Linked DNA regions of Mus musculus: all the other regions are linked to region 2. A link is a contact called in public HiChIP or PLAC-seq and promoter capture Hi-C data. All regions are on one chromosome and are shown on one strand. Each heading gives the region's core, a stretch centred on a gene start, on an enhancer-like site or on the middle of the called end of the contact. The rest is flanking DNA. Distances are from core to core; before and after follow the strand shown. Region 1 overlaps Gm35424 (a long non-coding RNA gene). Region 2 holds the start of Spock3 (sparc/osteonectin, cwcv and kazal-like domains proteoglycan 3). Region 3 overlaps Sgo2b (shugoshin 2B). Region 4 overlaps Anxa10 (annexin A10).

What was found. Promoter capture Hi-C pulls out the DNA fragments that hold promoters and counts their contacts. HiChIP or PLAC-seq counts read pairs in DNA pulled down with a chosen protein or histone mark.
Region 1: a promoter capture Hi-C map of embryonic stem cells shows a contact between it and region 2, with 3 times the contacts expected there. The contact joins the enhancer-like site here to the promoter of Spock3 in region 2. A contact is called at or near these places in 7 of 39 promoter capture datasets (the C10 cell line, cranial neural crest, embryonic stem cells and 4 more) and 1 of 9 other capture datasets (embryonic stem cells).
Region 3: an H3K27ac HiChIP or PLAC-seq map of embryonic stem cells shows a contact between it and region 2, with 4 times the contacts expected there. The contact joins the enhancer-like site here to the promoter of Spock3 in region 2. A contact is called at or near these places in 7 of 39 promoter capture datasets (the C10 cell line, cranial neural crest, embryonic stem cells and 3 more), 1 of 115 datasets of contacts at active chromatin or transcription factors (embryonic stem cells) and 1 of 9 other capture datasets (embryonic stem cells).
Region 4: a contact with region 2 is called in a promoter capture Hi-C map of hippocampal neurons, with 7 times the contacts expected there. The contact joins the enhancer-like site here to the promoter of Spock3 in region 2. A contact is called at or near these places in 9 of 39 promoter capture datasets (the 3T3-L1 cell line, cranial neural crest, embryonic stem cells and 4 more), 3 of 484 Hi-C or Micro-C datasets (the G1E-ER4 cell line, cortical neurons and embryonic stem cells) and 1 of 9 other capture datasets (embryonic stem cells).

What each region holds. Positions count from the first base shown.
Region 1 is chr8:63,758,220-63,762,239 of GRCm38.p6, forward strand. The region is part of intron 3 of Gm35424 (a long non-coding RNA gene); the gene reads right to left. Among named protein-coding and RNA genes, the nearest start is that of Gm35424, 17 kb to the right of the region's middle. Within about 2 kb of position 1,927, at least 5 of the 459 cell types and tissues checked have an H3K27ac peak or open chromatin away from gene starts, as enhancers often do. A contact at or near this core is called in embryonic stem cells, where this site is marked.
Region 2 is chr8:62,950,080-62,954,612 of GRCm38.p6, forward strand. Spock3 (sparc/osteonectin, cwcv and kazal-like domains proteoglycan 3) reads left to right here and starts at 1,266. Exons shown (of 12, transcript NM_023689.3): 1 at 1,266-1,449; 2 at 1,721-1,909. The coding sequence starts at 1,721.
Region 3 is chr8:63,927,402-63,931,319 of GRCm38.p6, forward strand. It overlaps Sgo2b (shugoshin 2B), which reads right to left. Exons shown (of 8, transcript NM_001195687.1): 6 at 3,854-3,918; 7 at 1-1,689. Among named protein-coding and RNA genes, the nearest start is that of Sgo2b, 23 kb to the right of the region's middle. Within about 2 kb of position 2,075, at least 9 of the 459 cell types and tissues checked have an H3K27ac peak or open chromatin away from gene starts, as enhancers often do. A contact at or near this core is called in embryonic stem cells, where this site is marked.
Region 4 is chr8:62,078,224-62,082,149 of GRCm38.p6, forward strand. The region is part of intron 3 of Anxa10 (annexin A10); the gene reads right to left. Among named protein-coding and RNA genes, the nearest start is that of Anxa10, 43 kb to the right of the region's middle. Within about 2 kb of position 2,653, at least 2 of the 459 cell types and tissues checked have an H3K27ac peak or open chromatin away from gene starts, as enhancers often do.

The sequences.
Region 1 (4,020 bases), core at 677-3,176, 810 kb after region 2:
GGATTAGAGGTTTGTACTAGGCTATGTCTATCTATTCTAGTCAGAGGGAATAAAGGTGTATAATCTACCCAGAGGGATTAATTGTACATGGTATGTCTGCATTCCAGCAAGATCATATCTTTAGATGTGACCCCTTGCCAGAGCAGCCATGTTGTTGAATTAAAATCCCTCTATAATCTAATCTATGAAGAATGAGATAATTAACTTTTATTGGTGGAGGGACTTAAGATGAACTCATATATGTTATATGTTGCTTTCTAAATTGTTGCAATGTCATTTTTTATTTTGTACATCTGTATGTGTCCATATGTCAGTATATATTGTGAGTGCAATGCAAATGGAGGCCAGAAGAGGGCATTGAACCAGCTGAAGGTGAATTTAAGGCAGATGTGAACTCTCTGACATAGACATTGAATTCTGGTACTCTTAAATGTCAGTAAGCACTCTTCAGTGTTTAGCCAAATTTCTCATCCTTTATGTATTTGTTGTGGTGGTTGTCTTGGTTGTTGTTGGTGGTGGTGGTGATTACTGGCTCCTTGCCAATCCTGCTGGGGTCTCTCCATGTCTGGGTGGGATGGTGAGTGTCAATGGCCCAAAAGAAACACACCAAACTAGGAGTCTTGTCTTGCCGAAGCAAGAACTCAACATTATGGCATCAGCCTCTCTCTTATATAAGTTCAGAACATAAAAATGGGGATTTTTGGTGGAGTAAGATGACATAAGAGGGATGGAAGGATGACAGAGGGTAAGGAGTGACTGACATGGCCAATGGCAAAGCTTTACAACAGCAATGGCAGGGCTGAGGCAGTGTTAAACAGGTCTTGCTGAGTCACTGAGTGACTGATACAGGTCTCAAAACTCAAGCTAGGCTCAGGTTTGTCCTCAAGGCCCAAATCTGGGCCAAAATGGGGTCCAACAGGTGGTGGTGGTGGTGGTGGTGGTGGTAGTGGTGTTTTGGTTTATTTGGGGGGAAGGCGATTTAATAGTTTTTAAATAATATAACAATATCTAATTTGCTTAATACAAAAAATTATTATTGAATAATCCATTGCCTACACTCCAAACCCACAGTTCAGACAAACCACAAAATAGAATATAGAAAAATCATAAGTTGAGCTTTTGAATAATATATGAAATAGATTCCATAAGACTAGACTTTCTTCTCATTGTTAATTGATAAGATAGTGACTAATACATTATCAAGCTAGAAGGGACATGAATGGATAACAGTTTTTAGTGAAATTTGGGACATTTCTACCCTTTTATAAATTTTAAAGCATTTTATTATAATCACAGATTCTATTGCAGTAATAAGGTTGTTACTTCAGAAATTTAAAGAAAAATTCAATTTGAGATGTGGGTTTTTATCTAAGGATCATTAATTGTTAAAGCAACACTATTCATTTTTATTTGTTCCATATATCTGAACATGTCTGGAGGTAGGAAAAATATGGCGAATGTTGCTGCACGGACCTCAGTCGAGTCCTCGATCCACAGGAAAACTCGGGGTCAGGTTACAGTCCAGCAAGGAGTTGGCATGGATGACAAACAGATACGGACATAGAGAGTGTGTATAACAAAATATATTTTCTCAAAGCGAGTACCAGTCTTACAATACAGAAGAAAAATAAGAAAGCTAGGCGAATACATCCGCCAGGGTACACTGGTTCTTTACACAAAACAAAGAAAATGCATACATAAAAATATGTCGGGATCCAGGCCATATTTTCAACTGAGAATAGGCACAACCCTTAATTAAGATCAGCTAAATACAGGAGCCAGGTGAACGCTCTGATGCAATGCTAGTCTATTATTAAACCCACCACCAGGGGTCCTTTAGTAAATACCTGATTATGCTATTCCTCTGGGTCTAGTGAAAAACCGGCCAGGGGAATTCTGTTCTACTAACCCTTTCTGAAACCACAACCCACCTATTTCCTAGGCCATTGTGTATTCTTGTGTTTGGGTGTGACTCGGATATTGTTCTAAGTAATTACTATGTAGATTAGCTCCGAGCTTTCTAGCTCTTATTCAAGTATATTGTAATGCCTGATTATTTTCACTGTCTCTACTAGAGGTAAATTTGAATGTTACTGAATAGGTAACATTCTTACTGAATTCCAAGCTCCGGGTTGGCTCAACACCAGTGGAGACTTAGCTATATGTCAAAATCAATCCTGAAAGGTACTTATAATAAAAGAATACTGAAAGAGCGCACAAAGATCCATACAACAGACTAACGCAGGGACAGGTTTGGAGCATATGTGCAACGGGAATGCCAAGGTTCCAGGAGGCTAAGTTTCCATGAAACTCTGCCTCAGGACTGCCTCCAGGTTTCTAGGCCTGTCACATGAGTCACTATTGGAGTGGATGGAGCAGAATGTGATCAAACTTTATTCTATAAAATATTCAAAGAGCCTCTCAGGTTCCAGTCAGCAAGAACTTCTTGGCATTTGCAGTAGTGTCTGGATTTGATGGCTGTATATGGGATGGATCCCCAGGTGGGACAGTCTCTGGATGCCCTTTCCTTGGATCTCTGCTTCACATTTTGTCTCTGTATTTGCTTCCTTGAGTACATTGTTACCCTATCTAAGAAGGACCAAAGTACCCATACTTTGGTCTTCCTGCTTCTTGAGCTTCACGTAATCTGTAAATTTGTATCTTGGGTACTCCTGAAAAAGTATAACATAAAAAAACAACAACAACAAAAAATTCTAGGCCTTTAGGCCCAGGCTTGAGAATGTGACCTTAGTGACTCAGTGCTCCAAGGCATGCTAATCATAAAACAGATAGCAACATTCCTCCAGCCACCTGCTTCCTGGGTTCAGGGAATGTTCATTCAAAGAAAATCAACCTGACCCACCCTGACCTTTGCTGGAACCCAATATGCAAATATGCTATTGTTAGAGGCTCAAAGAAAACTGTCTTGACTTTCCACTTCCTCTTGACTCTGAACTGATATTTTTGGTATTTTCCAACAACACCCTCCCCACCCCCTTGAGTTATGCTTTCTTCCTTTAAATACCCTCTTACCCAACTACTCCAGGCTCCACAGTTCTCTACCCCTGTGTGGTATATGACTGTGGGCCCCAGAACGCTCTTGGAATAAAAAAGTCCTCTTGTGGTTTGCATCAAGGCCTTTTCTTGTGAGTGATTTGGGGTGTCACCTCTCCTGAGTCAGAACGTGGGGACTCCTCATGTTGTGGGCCTTTTACCCTCAGCTTTTGGGCTAATATCCACTTATCAGTGAATGCATACCATGTATGTTATTTTGTGACTGGGTTATCTCACTCAGGATGATATTTCCTAGTTCCATCCATTTGCCTAAGAATTTCATTTTGAAAGTTCATTGCAGACAGATCAAAGTTCCACCACTGTATTATAGTCACATGAAGTTTAATATTTGTGTGTGTGTGTGTGTGTGTGTGTGTGTGTGTGTGTGTGTGTGTGATAGATTCATGCTTCCAGTGTCTGGCAGTTGATCTTGTCAGCTAGGTCTGAAGCTTAAATACCTGTAAGTGACTTCACAGTGCTCTTCTTTATCATCCATAAAAAATGGTAACTAGAATCTAAGGCTAGGGCCTTACCATAGTCAGGTTGGGTCATTCACCTATTGTGAATCAGCCTAACAAATCACACAGTGAAGTTTTTTTATCACTTACTATTTATTAGAAATTTTTAGAAGTTTGTTAGAAATTTTAAGTCAATTATATTTTACTCACACTTAAGGATATAACTCATTTAAACCATTCTTTATTCTAAAAGCACATCTTACTCTGTATTGGAAATAATTGAATTGTTGCATGTCTCATTCTCTAAGCAAAGACTATCAGTGTTTGTACCAAAATAACAAGTGATCATGTCATAGTTGTGTTACTTCCCTCTACCTTTGTCTAAAAGGCCAATGTCTACTGCATAAATGACCTTAGAAACTTATTTCAAAATATTGTTAAAGGATCTCATAATACTATATGAGTAATTTATGTATGTTCATATTTATGTATGCATAAAAGGTGTTAC
Region 2 (4,533 bases), core at 16-2,515:
TAGTATATAGAAATACTACATGATACTGTTCTCAAAAATTGTTGATGCATCTTTGCTATCAGTCGATACGTCTGTAAATTATAATTGTAGATTTGTAATAACTTTCTCCCTTCTTTGTGTGTGTGTGTGTGTGTGTGTGTGTGTGTGCCAGGAATCGGAAAGTGTCTTCTTACTACGTTAAAAATTTCACTTTTATCATTTATGCTAATAATTGACACTTCCTTAGATTCTGTATTTAAAGTTAGTAATTAATATCAATCAGTTTGATTTCTTTAAAATATCATCTAAAAGTTATGACCCGAGTGAGAACAAAGTACTCAGAATACGGGACACACCTGTTGCCACTATTCTAATGAAGACCTCCTGAATTTTAGAAAATACAAAGGTCATAGCTTGGGAAGGTGTAGCTTGCCTGACATATGTAATTCAAATACAGATGGCTAACACTTTTGTAGTCTGTTGATTTCCAAAAATCTCTCAATTTACATACCCTGCTCAATTAACCTGCTTTCTGTAAGTACAAGGAAAAGAATTTCTTCACTGGGCTCTGCACAGGGTGTGAGAATAGATTTGGGCAGGCAAATGTTTTTGTTATCAGTGGAAGTTCGAAGTACATCCTAGCTAGGGCCTCAAAGCTGTTTGCTTATATTCAGAAGACTGACATAGGTGGCTTATTTATCTTTGCTTTAAGGACTGTAGCATACACCACAGTTATTGGAGGGATTTTAGAAAGGAAAAACGGGTTGTGTGCACTGAGCATGGCATGCTGGTGAAATCAAACACTTTGCCTGCCAAATCTAAAGAGAGTTTGGCTCTGAAATAATTCAGAAGTTCAGAGCATACATTTGCAGACAGTGAAGAGCTTCCCCAAGGCCTTATGGTGGTCTTTAGGAAGGAGGAGCTGAGTTCAGGTTCAGAGCAAAGTCTCACGGACTCTCACTCTGAGATGCATAAAGTTTTCTTCTGATCTATTTCCTTATAGCTGCCTGACCACCCTTGAAATTGAAAAACAGGAGTAGCAGAGAGGGAGATGCCTTGCTTCACCGGCATTCAATCCAAGAGAAGAGAGAATGAGCTGGTTGTGCCTGGAACATGAGAACCTTTTCTGGAGGCAAGAGGTTAGAAAGCAAGGGATTCCTAGGAGAGGAGCCTACTGCATCCTCTGGCTCCAGCCAGGCTTCGCATCCGGAACTTGCTGCAGCTGGGATTCAGGGAGAGGAAGGTGGGATAGGAGGAGGGGAGGAAGGAGGTGGGGGAGGGAGGGGTGAAGCGAGGGGAGCTGGCGAGGGATAGGCGCGGGGAGGGTGGGATGGGGGGAGCGCCGGGCGCAGGGAGCTGAGTGGACGGCTGAGACGGCGGCGCGTGCAGCAGCTCCAGCAAGAAGCGAGTTGCCAGAGCCGGGCTGCTTTTCCATCAGGAGCTGCGAGCTCCGTGCCCGCTCTCAACAAGGTGATGGGCCGGCAAGCGTTTTATCTGGCCGCTGGGACTCTAGCTGCTTGGGGCTTCCTCCCTTAGACCCCTTCTTCTTCTCCCTTGGGTCTGCGTGTGTGTGAGTGCCCTGGTTTGGGGGTGAAGCCTCCTGGAAGGGGACACCCCTGTCCCTGCTCGTCTCCCCTTCTCTCCAACCCGTCCTCGCTGATGCATGCCTTCCAGGGGCGCCCCCATCTTCGCACCCGGTCTCTGACATTGCTCCCTACCCGTGGTTGTGTCTCCTTCCCAGATGCTCAAGGTGTCAGCCTTATTGTGTGTGTGTGCAGCGGCTTGGTGCAGCCAGACTCTTGCAGCTGCCGCGGCGGTGGCTGTGGCCGGGGGGCGGTCGGACGGCGGTAATTTTCTGGACGAAAAACAATGGCTCACGACAATCTCTCAGTATGACAAGGAAGTCGGACAGTGGAACAAATTCCGAGACGTAAGTGATGCGCACCCATCTCCAGCCAAGCGCATTTAGCTCCAGAGCTGGCATTTGCTGTGGCCGCCAGAGGTGGGGAAGGGGCTCGGTTTTCTAAGGAACCCGGGTTGGGGCGAGTTGGGGTGCTAAAGCTTGTATCCTGTAACTGTAGAACTTAGCAGTCTCCACTCCCCCCCAGATAGCTTAAGTAGGAATTTGCTTGTTACATATGCTTCTGAGTTAGGTCACACCGGGTTTTCTCTCTTCCCCCTTTCCACCTCACCTTGCCCCAATTTTTCGCCCCCAAATGTTTGCAAAGTAGAGCTTCGACCTTCTCAACTTTTGAATGGTGTTTCTGGCACTAGTAAACACAGCAGGGTGCCTGTGCTGTTGCCTAGCTATAAAGTAACTAGGATCGATCTCCTTACTAATGGCCCATTAAGGAATTTGAGGGAGGAGATATAAAGATGTAACATTTATAAATGCCTGCTCTCTCAGGGTGGGAGGTTGTTTGGCAGCGTCAGTCTGCAGAAGTTGAAATGCTGCTGATTACGTAAAAACTGTTCATCAGATTCTATTTCTACATTCACTTACCCTGGAACACTTTGGTCTTGTGTGTACTGGGCTTATGGGGAGGAAATGGAGCAGCAATGAAAGAGTTAAACTGTAGACTCCCTTGGGAGTTTTCTCAAGAGCTCTTTAAAGGCGACCAGCTTTAGAGACTCCCACATTTATTTGCCTGGAGCCAATAGCCAGGACTAGTCACCCACACCTGATCTGAATAGAGTCCTATGAGAATATTTGCTGCTGTGCCCAGAGCCTTGAACTAGGCTGATGCCCCAGGAGAACATTCTGACCTCTGGATACCATCCCTACCTCACCCTGTGAAACCCAGGGGTTTGAGACCTGGCAGAGTGACTCATATTCCTTGTCTAGCCTTGTAATGACATTTGTGAGACTGCCTCTCTGATTCAATCACCAGTGCTTTCCGAGTCTGTGAGTGAACTTCTCCGATTAGCTCAGGTTCTCATGATTAGGAAAACAAATGGAGGCTTGCACTAATTCTCATCCTGGATGCATCATTCTCTTCTCCCATCATGTCCGTCTCTGTAAAGTAACTGGCGAGGGGAGTCTCACAGAGAGATCTCCTAGAAATGTGACTATGATTTCAGGGTAAATCTATATGATACTCAGCATGAATATACAGCATACGGAAATGATTGTGCCCATTCTTATCGCAGGACTCAGTTTTGGTTTATGAATGAAATGTGAACATCCCTATTTTTTGCTAAATGGATGTTCTTCACTCTTGTAAATGCAGAGCTCTCACGTACCTGCTGTAAGCTAACACTGATATTAAGTGCAGCCAGAAGTAAGCAAACAGATATTTTGTACCAGGAGAGAATTGCCATTTATCATACCCCTACTTGAGAAAAGAAATATTGAAAATGTTGGCAGTGTTTGAACAGTACTTCCAGTATTGACAGATATTTATTGAATAACTATTATCTTTTAAAAGGAATTTTAGGTATGGCTAACACATTTGAAATCGTGTCTGTCCCAGGGGTCTCTGGTTTTAGTTAAATTGATTTAATAGTAAGAGAAAGCAGTGGACTTTTGTTCAGCATGTGAGCATTTGAGGTGCAACAAGCTGTGATGCCTACTATAAATGTGAATCTTCTAGGACTCAGGCACCCAACTTCAATAGAAACAGAGTGTGTCGACCACATCATGCTCAGGGGGGGTTATGTGCTTTCCCTAGAAAAGTCCATCAAAAAATGTAAAGTCATATAGAAAATATATATAGATATAGATATATGCATTTTCACATATGTAACACATAAAATGTAACTGATTTACTAATAAAATTAAGTCATATTTTAGAGTAACCATGGTAGAAAAAGAGTTACATTTTATGCAGGCAGGGAGATAAGAGGAACTAGGATTACATTTTACCTTTCTATACCTGTTGCTCCTTGTTGAGAATGAAATGAAAACTGCCATTGTGGCTTCCATTCAGCACTCAGAGTGCATCTCATGCAACCTTGTGCAGACCACCTGAAAAGCTAGTGACTTCATTGCTTCTTTCCCCTGGGGCAGTTCATCTTTTACCAGTTTTATCAGTGCAAAGGGGACTAATATTTTAGACTCATTTTTGGTCCAAGCACATGGATTTGAAATGTGAATTCTGTCTTACAGAGTCTATCTCTAATGTTCCATTTGAGCTTCCTATCTAAAATGATCGGTTTCTGTGCTTACACGAGAGAAAGGCAAACAGAGACAAGGACATCGGAGACTCTTCTTATAAGCACAATGTAACTTAGGCAAATTCTCTCTATGCTTCTTTCATAAAAAGATAATTGACATAATTTGAAAAGATGATTCTTCTGCATAATTAATTATCAGAGGTAATTAGTAGTAGAATTAATTCTTATTTTCTTTTCTGTAAAGCCAATATTATTTTACAAGTAACCCTTGAAGGTTCATGTGTGCCCTCATTTGAATAACATTTTAGAACTTTATTGTATATATAATTATAATAGAATACCAAGACACTAACTTCTCTATTTTACATTATATGTGTGTGTGTGTGTGTGTGTGTGTGTGTGTGTGTGTGTGTAAACATAGGTTGTAGTAAATCTTTA
Region 3 (3,918 bases), core at 825-3,324, 980 kb after region 2:
GGGTGATTTTAGAAATTATTTCTGTCTTTCGATTTGCCTGTTTTCTAAGCTTCTTATCTACTTTTGAATCACCTTGACAAGCAGGCTGCATATCATGGTCATGTTTTTTCAACCCCAAGAGCATTTCAGACTTATATGGCTCTGCACTATCTTGGTTACAAAGAGCAGGCATATCAGACTCACTTAAGTCTTTTAAGGTTCCAAGAATGTCTTTATCCTTTTGTAGCAAGAAAGACTTATCCTTTTCTGAACAATGAACACCTTTGTCACTACTAAAACAATTCACTCCAGAAATTACTGCTGTCTTGCGATTTACTTTCTGCCTAGGATTTTTGCTCATTTGAGACTCATTCTGAGCAGGGTATATACCAGTAATTTGCTTGTGCAGATCCATAACATTCTGGGTCTCACAGTCTCGCAAGCTTCCATTAACTCTTGTGAAGAAAAGAGGTGTATCAAATTCTTCTGTAGCTTCTAGACTTCCACTGGTGGTTACTTTATCTGCTTGGGTTTGGAAGGGAAAGTTGCCTTTTTCTAGGAAGTGCATATCTTTATCATTGTCCTCATATATTTGTTTCATGCTAGAAACTATTTTTGTTCCTCGATTTATTTTCTGCTTAGTCTTCTTTGTTAGATTTTGTTGAGCATTGACAGACTTTCTCAAGCCCAATGTTGTCTGAGCCTCATGGTCACATACATTTTCTCTGATGGAATGATCAGCTGTATGAAATTCATTTGTAACTTCTAGGCTTTCAGAAATGGTGTCCTTATCTTCTTGATTTGGAAATAAGTTACCTTTTTCTGATTTATGAATCACAAATGTCTGTCGAGAAGGGTTACTTAAATTATGATGTAGGGTTTTCTGACACAGGTCAAATTTACCATCTTGAAGGAATTTGACTGAATGTCTGGAGAAAGGGTTTGCTTCCTCTTGCTCATCTAGCATATATGTTCGCCTCCTCTTTTTATTTTGAATGTTCTCCTGATCTGAGCTGTTCTGGGGGGTTATTTTCTTTTGCGTGTTTACCTGAGATGGCTGCTCAGTACTGGAAATACAGTTTGGCTCTTCTGAATCCCCTCTGCCATCCAGGACACCAGAGCCTCTTTTTGCTCTGCTTTCATCAGTCTCTTTTTCAGCACCTACTTCTGAACCATCTTTACATTCTCTCTTTGAGCTTTCTCTCTTTTTATCAGAGCTTGCACCTTTCACTTTTCTGAAAGTCTCCTTTCTACAATCTGCCTTTTTCTTAATTTGATTTTTATTGCTCTTTGAAACTATTACAATCTTGCCTACATCAGTAGCAGTTAACTCCACATCAGCGGCTTCAGACACAGTGTTATGAAAATGAAAGTTGTCAGTTTTCTGCACTTGCTCCATGCGCTTTACATAAGGCTCACTGGAAGATTCAGAAGGTAAGCCAAGAAAACACTCGGTATTTCTTTGTGTGTTATTACTGGTTTCATTGGTATGGCCATTTATCTCATTATTCCAATTTGATCCTGGACTTGATATTGATTGGTTTTCTAAATCTGACACATACAGTATGTCTACAGTTGAAGACACACACTTCTTCCTCTGAGTAATATTTTTAAGTGTTAATTTTTCTCCCCTTCTAAGGTTGGGAGATGGACCAGTTTTCATCTCACTCGGAGAACTCTGAGGACTTTGATCTGAGTGACAATGGCTCTCTACAAAATAAAGAAAAACAAAAAATACGTAATAATCTATAGTAAACAAAGCAGATACTTAGCTGTTTCACAGAGAGAACTTCTGTTCTTCTCAGACCCTTATTCAGAATTCATGCTAATAAAAATTAGTTAGACTAACTGGAGTACTCACAGGTCACATTTTACATCTAAATCCATGAGAAATGCATACTACTGAGCATTCACTCAGCCCCCACCCCAAGACTGGAATGGGTATATACTATAATAGAGCCATTAATTCCTACTTCTAGAGCTGAAGGAGACCATGGCCTCAAATAATAATAGTAACGCTGGTGGGGAGGATACCTAAGACTGTGGAAAGAAAAACACTGTGCTCTGAGCTTAACATTTAGTGCTACACCCACTCCAGTGAAGTCTGCCTGTCTAGGTTGAAAGGCCTGGAGGCAGTCAAAAGAGGCAAAGAGTTTCAAGGAAACTCAGCCTCCTGGAATCTTGGCATTCTCATAGCCCATATACTCAAACCCTATCCCCAAGTTAGTATGGTGTATGCTCTCTTTCAGTATTGTTTTATTATAAGTGCCTTTAAAGATTGAATTCTGACATAGGTGAGCCTCCACCAGTGTTCCAAAGTCCTAGAAAATCCTTGAAGCTGAAGGTCTTGGAATTCAGTAAGAATTCAGTGAGAAGGTTACCTATTCAGTAACATTCAGATTTACTTCTAGTAGAGAAGTGAAACTAATTAGGCATTACAAAGAATGGAGCTAGAATAGCTCAGGGCTAGTCAGCAGAGTGATTACTTAGTCTCACCCAAACAAGGGAATACACAATGGCCTAGCGAATAAGAATGGGTGGGGTAACCGTGAAAGAGTTAGGGAATCTCCCTGGGACAATTTTCTTCACTAGGCCCAAAGGAACACATAATCAGGCATTTACTAAGAACCCCTGGTGGTGAATTTAGCAATAGACTAGCATTACATCTGTCTCCATTCTAAGTGGTAAACAGGGCCTGTTCCCCACCATCTTTTGATGTATGCATTCCTTTTGTTTTATGTCACTGTAACTTAGCAGATATGTTGGCCTGGTTTCTTGTTATTCTTCTATATAAAAAGTTTGATGCTCGATTTGACACATTACACTCAGATTCAATACACTCTCTCATGTTCCATCTGTTTGTCACCCCTATTCCCACCCACTCTATGCCTATCTGTCCAAGACCTTGATTAGCAGGGATTGAGGAGGGCCTGTTGAGCACCGGTCCATGGCAAATTAAGTTTCTGTATTCTAGTTTGTTAATATTTAACCAATGCATAAGCTATAGACTACATTACAGGATTATCAATTAGGAAGACCGTGTAATAAAATTAAGTTTTATTATGTTTTCTTACTAAGTCATTACTCAAGTTCATTAGCACTATGATATTTTCATTTCTGTTGCTCTGGTAAAATACAGACAATAGAACCTTAAAGGAGAATTTATTTGGTTCACAGTTCTGGGCTACAGCTCATCATTGCAAGGAAATCAAAGTGGCAGGAATTTGAAGCAGATAGCCACCCACACTCAGAGTCTTGAGAAGAGAGCAATGAATGATAGAAGCTTGTACTCAGTTTGCCTTCTTCACTCTTAAATAGTTAAGAATCTCCTGCCAAGGAAATGGTACCACCCACAGTGGACAACGCTTCCCAACTCAGTAAAATCAAGATAATTCTCCACAGTCATGTTCACAGGCAAACTTGATCTAGACTATCTCTCATTGAGATTCTCTTTCCAGATGATTCTAGACTATGTCAGCTTGAAAAATCAAAACTAACCATCATAATCACTAATTGGTTATGACCTTGAAAAAAAATCACTGTATTCACCTAGATGAACATTTTTTCATATCCATGAAAAGGAAATGAAACTAAACATATAAATGTAATGGCATTTTCAAATTACAAGCTAAGCAAAATGGAAAGCTTAGTCCTGCTCATTTTTGAAGACCGCTTCTAGACTAACAGTATTAGGTGTCCATGAATCTGACATTTGTCTGGACATTTACTTCAAGTTGAAATTTTCACCAGTAGTTTTAAATGGTAGAAGTTAGCAAGTACAAGTTACCTATACAAGAGATCTATCTAAAGGATAAACTGTTTGTACATTGTTGCCCTTAAGAAAGGCTACATAAAGTTTTAAAAACAATCTTACCATTAGGAAGTACATCAACACTTGAAGTATGTTCTGAATGACCTGAACCACATGTTTTCTGATTA
Region 4 (3,926 bases), core at 1,403-3,902, 870 kb before region 2:
CTATTTCCATTTATACTCCTCAATCCTCATGCTTCTTTTGGTTTCCTTCTGAAAATAAACATTGAACCTGCAAACATTTGAACTTGCAGCCTTTGGTTTTCCTGGATATAACTAATGAACCATTAATCCTTAAATATAATATATGTTTTATTTTATTTCCTCATACAAAGTTTCTTTTAGCAGGGTGTACTTGGTTACTCTATGAACTAAAACTTACATAAACTGACCAATCTTATACATTTTTCAAATAACAGCCACATTATATAAAATATTGAAAGTTACTTAAATAGAAAAACATACATGCTAGATTTTAGTTCTTGGAATACAGGTATAAAATATGAAATTAATACTTCCATTTATACTTTCTATTTTCTGGTATAATAAGAAATTTAAAAAACATGCTAAATTACATTTCTGTAGGTTTATACAGACAATTGAAAAATATTTTAAGTTTATTGTGTTTTTCTAAAAAGTATAAAATATATCTAGTTCTACTTAAAAGTGTGCAATAGTATTTAGTATTTTACACTGTTATTAGGGCATAATAAAATTTATTAGAATAAATTCAATCTTGTCATACTTTACTTGCATGGCAAAGATATTAAAAGAGACAAACTTGAAGGACTGGCAAGACACTGGCTGGGCAAAATAGAATATGTATATAAAATGACAAACTAACTTTAAGTCAACATTAAGTTGATTTAAAACTTAAATGTTCACAGAGACTCAGACCTTATTTTTTCCAACCTGTTTTCAAGTGCACCAGGAATGGTCCTGAAAAACTGGCATCTGTGTTGTGGATAGCCCTGGGGCTAATTATATTTGATGTTAATTCAGTTCTCCTATGAGTGGCTGCAAACAAGGAATGAGTCAGCACTCAGGTGATTTCCTGTAAACCTGCTTCCCACCTTAATTTGTAAAATAAAGGAGGGCTGATAATTGGGAAGATAAAGGGAAGGTGGAGCAGAAGGGGGAGGAGAGAAAAAGGAGAAAATGGAAGAGGGAGAGGATGCAGAGGAGGAGGAAGAAGAAGAAAAGCAGAGCAGAAGCACATGGCCTGGAGAAACCACAAGTTCTAAGGGGCTCATAGATGTGGAAGATGGTAGTATATCAGTAGATCTGCCCAATCTAGGTGCTCAGCATGTGATCATATGAACTGTGTTGTGTTTTCATTGCTGGGGCATATTGGGAGGAGATTTACCGCAACAGATGTAAGCAGAGCAGATGGAAGAGTGTGAGAATTTAAGTAGCCACTATTTAGGATGTGCCTTGAGGATGTGAAAAGAATTTTGATCCACTGCATCAATTCTGCAATTAGGTGAAACATAAGAGACGGGGCCTAGATATGACCTGTCTGTCGTTTTGAAAAGGCAGTCTTTCTGTACTGCCTAAGTTGGCCTTGAATTCACTATCCTCCTGCCTCAGCCTCCTGAATACTATAAGTATAGGTACATGCCACCATGCCTAGCCAGTCTGTTTTGTAATGGTGTGTAGGAAACAGGGAGCCTAGATAGTAAATACAGCATACTTTTGAGAATGAGGAGTTTATGTTAACTTAGATATGATACAGTGGATTGAAAATATTAATGCATGCAGACATATTCAATATACCATTATGAAGAGATAGCAATGCTCAGACAGCTAATACAAAGGTTTAATACTTGAACTGGTTCCTGAGCCACCAGTCTTTCTCTAATCCTAAATCAATTGCTTATTTGATATATCAATAATTTTAAATGTATTATATTACAACAATCAAGGTATATGATAAAACTGCATATGCATATATTTTCTAGTGTCTATGAACGCATAGATTATCTTAAAAATTTTCCTAAAGTCAGAATTTGACTATATGATAGTATTGTACAACATATGGATAGAACATATGTAATATGTAAGTAGATACATAAAAATGAGAGAATAAAAAACCACATGAATAAATGAGTATGGAAAGAGAAATAGATTTTATTATCTGCAAAGAATATTTGTTCTCTTCAAGTTGAAGATTACGTGAGCATTCCAAATCTTTGATTTAATCTTTTAGCATATTTGATCACTGCACTTATCCCATATGTATATAACATCTCCTTTGTTTCTTTACACATTATATCAATTTTAGACAATATTGAATATGTATTCCACTACTAACAGGTTGGAATTGCCACTAGATGGCGATATATGTCTTTATTTTGTATCTTTCTGTGTGTGTGCAAGACAAAGAGAGAATGCTATAGTAAAGTTTGCTTTAAAAAATTCAATTAAACAACAGTTTAGTGAAAGAAGCCAGGTTTTTTGATACTCTTTACTGACACTATGTTATAGTTTTAATCTTGTGTATAATATTGGCATGAGATTGAAAGAATATTACTAAATTTCTTTGTATATGTTACCTGAGTAAAGAAAACAAAAGCCCTCCTCACAGGACGAGCACAAGTATTGTAAGTCTTAAAGGGAACTGTTAAAAATACTTTCAACACTCCAAAATGTACTCCAAAAGTGTCATTCCTTCCAAAATACTCAAAAAGCTTGCATATTAATAGTCTTTAGCTACAAATAATGGCAATGTAGTGTGGCTTCCATCTTCTTGTCTTCACAGTACGTGTCTCTTACTATCCCCACAGCTCAGAGCCTTTTCTGTTATCTTTCATTCCTTCTATTTTCACCATGCCTGGTATCAGTCCAGTCCATCATCTCTAACATGGAAACACAGCCCTGTTCTCTGGGCTGCACACATGGTGATTCGACAAGAACACAAGAGAGATGAGAAGTTCCCAGCACTTAGTGACTCTCAGGTTCATAATATGAGCAAATATAGTCAGTCTGTGACATTCATGCAATGGATGCATCTTATGCCTTGCTCCTCTCCTGTCCTTGGTAAGCACCATGTGCTTACAGTCCTAGAATTGGCCAACAGTACTGACCATCTCTGGCCAACTCATGCTGCTTCTCCTTCCACACGCCTTGGATAGGCCACCATCCTCCCTCCTCTACAATAACAGAGCAGCCATCTAATGAGCTCTTCTGTGCTTCTTCCCTATGTTCTCTCTAAAAATTTGATGTCAATATCCTGGGAAAAAAAAGGAAACAAGAATAACTATTCTTCGGCCTTAAATGTTCCTCTACTTCAAAGGAAAACATTGTCCTTCTTCATTATGGTTTATCTCAGAAGAAAGCAGGCACTGGGTATGTTATTGCATGCAAATAAGAATATACATTCTTACCAGCATTGAAAAGATTCATATTACATTCTGATCCTATCTTGGCACACATTGCTTTTCTTCTTGCTTCTGATTGGTCTAATTTAGCTACAGTGGTCTTCTTACTGCTTCTGGAAGGGCAGATCTGGTCTGATGTTTGACTTTGACTTTCACTCTGCCTTTCATGTGCCCTTGCCCTTCTGGCTTCTCAGAGAAAGTGTACAGAGCAGTCCCCCAGCACACCAGCACACTTCACCTGACTTGGTCTTATTACGCAGCACCCACTGCAAACTGGTATATTTTAGCAAATAATGTCCCTTGTCACCAAGGCAGGAATTGGCTCCACCATGGCAGAGACTTGACCTGCTTTATCCACGGCTTTTTCATCAGCCCATGGAGCTGTGCCTGGTAACTACTAAGTACTTGTACAATAATAACAAAGCGAGCAAATGAATGGATAGGACAACATGTAATTCAACAATTATTTGTTTGTACTCAGTCTTGGCTAGTGTGAAAATAAACAAGGAAAGCAATCTCTATCCCCTGCCGCTTCCCTTGAGTGGAGGGTACAGAAATCAGGGAAAATAGCCAAGGCACACTGCATAGCAGGCTGAGGTCTATAGATGGGGGAACAGCATGCTATTATCAGGGTACCAGGAAGGAGACTGTGCCTTCAGCTGGGAAGATAAATATTGAATTGTATGTTTAAATAAGTATACTTTGAAAGTT